Linked DNA regions of Mus musculus: region 2 is linked to region 1. The links are chromatin contacts, called in public promoter capture Hi-C maps. All regions are on one chromosome and are shown on one strand. The core of a region is the stretch at or near the end of the contact, and the rest is flanking DNA. Distances in the headings are between cores, read along the strand shown. Region 1 holds the start of Psma2 (proteasome subunit alpha 2). Region 2 holds the start of Vps41 (VPS41 HOPS complex subunit).

What was found. Promoter capture Hi-C pulls out the DNA fragments that hold promoters and counts their contacts.
Region 2: a contact with region 1 is called in a promoter capture Hi-C map of pre-B cells, with 5 times the contacts expected there. The contact joins the promoter of Vps41 here to the promoter of Psma2 in region 1. A contact is called at or near these places in 2 of 39 promoter capture datasets (liver and pre-B cells) and 1 of 484 Hi-C or Micro-C datasets (CD4 T cells).

What each region holds. Positions count from the first base shown.
Region 1 is chr13:14,611,789-14,614,666 of GRCm38.p6, forward strand. It overlaps Psma2 (proteasome subunit alpha 2), which reads left to right and starts at 1,454. Exons shown (of 8, transcript NM_008944.2): 1 at 1,454-1,527. The coding sequence starts at 1,487. Mrpl32 (mitochondrial ribosomal protein L32) reads right to left here and starts at 1,249. Exons shown (of 3, transcript NM_029271.2): 1 at 1,104-1,249. The coding sequence starts at 1,230.
Region 2 is chr13:18,715,780-18,718,657 of GRCm38.p6, forward strand. It overlaps Vps41 (VPS41 HOPS complex subunit), which reads left to right and starts at 1,513. Exons shown (of 29, transcript NM_172120.4): 1 at 1,513-1,557. The coding sequence starts at 1,537.

The DNA of each region.
Region 1 (2,878 bases), core at 204-2,703:
GTCATACTGGCCATGGGGCTAGGACCCAGGTCCTGAGACTTAGCAACAAGGTCCTTTACTACTGAGCCATATGGCTGGCCTGACATAAATAGTTTTGAATGTTAAACACAACAAACATTAGTAATAATCCCCAGCTATTAAAATATACTAAAGCTCATATAAAAGGCAATTTAAAATACTTCAACTGGAATGCTTTCTTATTGCAAGCTACCAAAGCAGCCAGGCTACTCTACTAAGCATTTCCTCCGTATATAATCCGGGACACTGCAGTTCAGTAATAAGTAGTGTACAAGTAATCTAATCCCGAGACTCCCTACATTCACTCACATCACTGAGATGACTACAATGGTCATCTGTACCACACTATCCTGATCCAGTTAGGTCCTTTTTCTTTAAACCTGGTAGGTTCCTAAAGCCATTAAATTTTTCCTTAATATTTAATCTTAACCTGTGTTCTAAGAAAAGATTTATTATTTATGAGATTATCAAGTGTTTCACCTTTGTTTTTCTAAATTGCTTAGATCACTTCTTTACCCTTTCTTATGTTCTTCAGACTTGCGAACGTTCGTTCAATTCTTAGGACTTCTTACCACTACATAAACTGTCCAAGCACAGGCCTATTAGACAACGAATGGACTGAAATGATTATCTCAGGTAGAACATGGAGACAATTATTTATTATGCTGCGCTTGAGATATAATAAAATATATCTCTGTTCAGACTGGGCATTATCACTTTTGCGATACACTGTAAATAATACAGCAATCTCAAATTTAACGCCCAAGATACCAGGAGCTCGAAGCTAGCCTGGGCTACACAGTGAGTTCTAGACCACCCTGGCTACGGTGACAGTTTCAATAAATAAATAAATAAATAAATAAATACGAAGCTAGCCTGGGCTATACAGTGAGTTCTAGACCACCCTGGCTACGGTGACAGTTTCAATAAATAAATAAATAAATAAATAAATAAATAAATAAATAAATAAATAACCAATAAACAAACAAACAAATAAAATAACGAACCAATCAACCAACCAAAAACCACGCTACAACCCGGAAGCCCTCACCAACCCTCTTTCCACGAACTCTCTCCTTACGGACCCCACGGAGGACTGACAAAGCGACTCCAGCTCTGCTGCAGTTGCCGTTGTAGCAGCTCCCAGCACCTCTGGAGCGGTCCGGGACGCACCGGCCATGGTAGTGAAAGCAGCAGCAACGAAGGAGCCATGATCTTCTCAAGACAGAGCGGGACGCGGGCTGAGCGCATGCGTTAAGTCCGCCCACTTCCCCGCCTCCTCGCTCAGAGCATGCGCAGGCCCCTCTTGCGCATGCGCAAGGGTCAAAGACCGCTGTGATCCAAAAACTCCAACTCCCAGCTACCCCTAGGTGACTCTCCTCCAATCAGAGCAAAGAAGAAAAAAAAAATTAAAGGAAGCATACTTACTGCGCATGTGCGTGGCTGTGTTCCGACTTTCCGGGTAAAGATGGCAGAGCGCGGTTACAGCTTCTCGCTGACTACATTCAGGTATTCGGGGGACCCGCAGGTTCCATGCGTCGCAGATCACAGGAGCGCCCCAGACATGGTCCCGTGTGTCGGACCTGGCTGGTGTTTGCGTAGGAGTGCACGGTGACGGAGCTGGACTCGTAGCTTTGCAGAGTCATGTTCCGTGCCAGGCCTGGGCCCTGGCTGAGGCCGGCCGTGTTGCGGGCCGAGGGACGGGAGGCCCCAAGCCAAGCACTAAGCACTGGCTCTCCTTCTAGACTAGGAGAAGGGTGCTTTGAGATAGTCTGTTTTCAGCTGCTCTCTTCAGGTCCAGGATTTCTTTACTGGCCCGGCTAGGCCTGAGCGAGAGCTTTGTAAACCCAGACTCCTTATGGGACGTGTGAGACGTCCTTTTTCTTTTGGGAGATCCTTATTTGCTGTTAAATCTTAGTTTTAGTCTCTGTTTAGCAGCGATGTGCTTTGAAGCTCACACTGCTTTCGGTTTCGCCTGTGCTCCTGTAGAAGCTTAAGAAGTATAAAATGAAGGCGCTGATTTCCTGTCAAGTTTTTGTGGCACATGCAAACTGATAACCTCTGTATTTTGCTTGATCCACTAACAAATTGCTTTAAAACGATTTTAGACCCTTATGTTTTGGGAGAAAGAATTAAAGAGTTATATATATTTTCTCAAAGTGCAGTTAAGGGGAACTATTGTTCCCTGTTTAAGAAAAAACCATCATGGATGAACTTAGACAAAGGACTGTGTTTTGACCATTTTCTTTCTTTTTTTTTTTTTTTCTTTCCATTTTTTTATTAGGTATTTAGCTCATTCACACTTCCAATGCTATACCAAAAGTCCCCCATACCCACCCACCCCCACTCCCCTACCCGCCCACTCCCCCTCCTTGGCCCTGGCGTTCCCCTGTTCTGGGGCATATAAAGTTTGTGTGTCCAATGGGCCTCTCTTTCCAGTGATGGCCGACTAGGCCATCTTTTGATACATATGCAGCTAGAGTCAAGAGCTCCGGGGTACTGGTTAGTTCATAATGTTGTTCCACCTATAGGGTTGCAGATCCCTTTAGCTCCTTGGCTACTTTCTCTAGCTCCTCCATTGGGAGCCCTGTGATCCATCCATTAGCTGACTGTGAGCATCCACTTCTGTGTTTGCTAGGCCCTGGCATAGTCTCACAAGAGACAGCTACATCTGGGTCCTTTCGATAAAATCTTGCTAGTGTATGCAATGGTGTCAGCGTTTGGATGCTGATTATGGGGTGGATCCCTGGATAAGGCAGTCTCTACATGGTCCATCCTTTCATCTCAGCTCCAAACTTTCTCTCTGTAACTCCTTCCAAGGGTGTTTTGTTCCCACTTCTAAGGAGGGGCATAGTGTCCA
Region 2 (2,878 bases), core at 263-2,762, 4.1 Mb after region 1:
CCAGGGGAGCTTGATGGGTCTGAAGTTTGGTTTGTTATTGGTACCTTAGAAAGAAGGAGATAGATTGTCTAGGCACCTGCCAGTTAAAAAAAAATTCTCACAACAAGGTCTTTCAGTAGCTTGAAGTCCACCATGAGTGCTGTTTGGGCCTGAGTGGCTTAATAACATATATAAAATTCTGTTCGATCAGACATGACCTTGGACCCTTGGTTGTGGGTGTCCAAATTAGCTGCTTGGTGCGCAGACTGGAAGAGGGGCCTCAGGAAGAGCTGGAGGTTTATTAAGGCTCTTGGGAGAAGACAAGAGTCTGAAAGATGACATCGTCATGGCTTCCAGGTCATTGAAGACCATGAGTTGAGAAAGCAACATCTAGAGACTAAGGGAAATGCTGAGTACTAAGAATATGACTTCCTACTAGGCTACTGTCAGTGGGAATTACAGGGAACGAAAGGGCACTGAGGCATCTGCCACAGTCTGCCAACTGTGCTGCCCTCTGTGAGTTGCCAGCTGCTTAAGACAATAAACAGACAATGGCTATCAGTGGATAAGATGAGTGAATTCCCACAGAATAGGAAAGATAGTTTACTTTGTCCTGAAACATAGGATAGCTCAAGTTTTCTAAATGATGTTTTTCATATTACATTTACAAATTATTATCTGACATTGTATCTTGAAGATAGTCAATGTGAGTTACGAAGCAATTAAACAATAGAGATTTATAATTTTCTATATTCATATGTCAGTTGCTATTTTTTCTCTAACGGGGGACCAGATTTGATTCACAACAGCTATATGGCAGCTCTCAAATATATGTATCTGTAATTCCAGGGAATCTGATATGCTTTTCTGACATCTGAGGACACGAGGTTCCTAAGTGTGCACAGACATACATGCAGACAAAATATCTATACAATTCAATTTTAAATTAAAATGAAAGATGTCAATTTAATGTACCAAGATACTAAATCTTTGCAGGAATACACATTATTTTCTCACTTTCCACTGTAGACTTTTTTTTTTTTATATAAATAGTCACTATCACTTTAAAAAGTGAGTGGGCAGGCACAACAACATATCAGACTAAAGAACATTTGATATAGTAGTCTTAGACTTCGGAGAGGGATAGGTTCTAAACCTAGGCTTTTTAGGTAAGTTTAGTGAAATCTCCGAGTTACTATCCTTTCCCCTGTTAATGGCGGTAACAGGAGGGATCACAGGGAGGACTAAATGAGATAATTCATAATTTTACTGTAAACGGGAGCCTGAAATAGAAAATGAGATAATTCATAATTTTACTGTAAACGGGAGCCTGAAATAGAAAGAACTTAATGCTACAATAACAACAGAACGTAGACCAACAACAAAATAACAATTTAGCATTAATTATAGATATAGTGGTGTCTCTGTTGAGCAAAAATGAGAGCTGGCTAAGGAACCAGATTAGTGTGCGGGAAAAACTACATTTCCCAGTAGGCTGTGGCCCAGGGGCTGTTTTCTCCTATTTCCGGGTATGTCACATGACTCTCAGGCTGCGCTATGGCGGAAGCAGAGGAGCAGGTAAACGCTGGCAGAACTAGTTCGGGGCAGCCGGGAGCTGGAGACCCGAGCGAGGGGTTCTGGGACGCGGAGTGCCAGGAACGTGGCAGCTCTGACCGGGCGAGTTGGGGTGGCCCTTCTCCGCGCGGATAGCGCCTTGCACACCCGCTCTGTCCGAGCCGGCCTTGCCTGGGCTCAGCCCTTCTGGTTTATGTTAAATGGGATTTTTTGAAAAAGGCAAGTTAAGAGTAGACTGCTATGCAAGGCTTTAAGGATTATTCCCGTTGCTGGCAAGACGTAGATGGAAACGTCCAGCTATAGCTGAGAAGTGGCATTGAGGTGCTGAGTACAAATTATTGCCTTTTTTTCATACAGACGTTCTGATATAGGGCGAAGGACAAAATTAAATGAAACTAACAAAATAGAAGACTCAGGCTAAAACTCGGAAGAGATTCCTTAAGTATATGTATATATGTGTATGTGTGTATATGCATATACATATATGTATACACACACACACATAGAAGCATATATATGTATGTATCATCTACCATATTTCCCCCTCATATATTAAATGCCCTGCTTGCCAGTTTCTGTGATGTTCCTTAAGACATGCATGGTGATGCTCTGTTTACTGTCCTAAGAGACATTTACTAGTGGACTTTTTACTGTTCACATCTGTGCTTTATTTTGAGTGTGCCAAAAGTTACGGAATTTGACAAGGAAAAATTTGGGTTTTGTCATTACGTTAACAAGAGCCTCTTTACTATCATTTGTGCAAACTGTCTTTTGCAGTGCAGGTCCGAGGCAAAAGAGTTTTCCTTCCCAGCAGACCTTGCTTAGTTTGACTACTGCAAGGTGGCTTTTCACATTGAGCATTTTCATTTCACGTTGAAATACAGTTGTGGTTTTGTAGTAAAACAAACATCCAAGTTAAGTTTTTAGATTAGACCCAGTGTGATAGAAATATGGAGTAGCCCTTGTATTCCCACTCATGCAGAAGAGGAATTTGCCAAGGCTGTCTGATGTTAAAATGTAGAAAATCAGGCAGATAACCTGATTCACAGTTGTGCAGTGCTTTCGAGCTTAAAAAGATCCTCACACATGGCATTTGGTCCTTCTAAAAGAATTCTGTGAGGTAAATATTTATTCTGATATGGAAGTCATATACAGCCTCCATGTCCTAAATCCTCTTGTCCCAAACTGTGGTAAAACAGTGCCCATATTGTAATCACCCTAAAGGGCCTTGAGTATCCACCCCTTCCTCGGTTCTGTGACTCTGTAAGCCACTCTGTCTCATGCTGCCTTTCTTGCTATTCTGTAACCAGTCCAGGCCTGTACC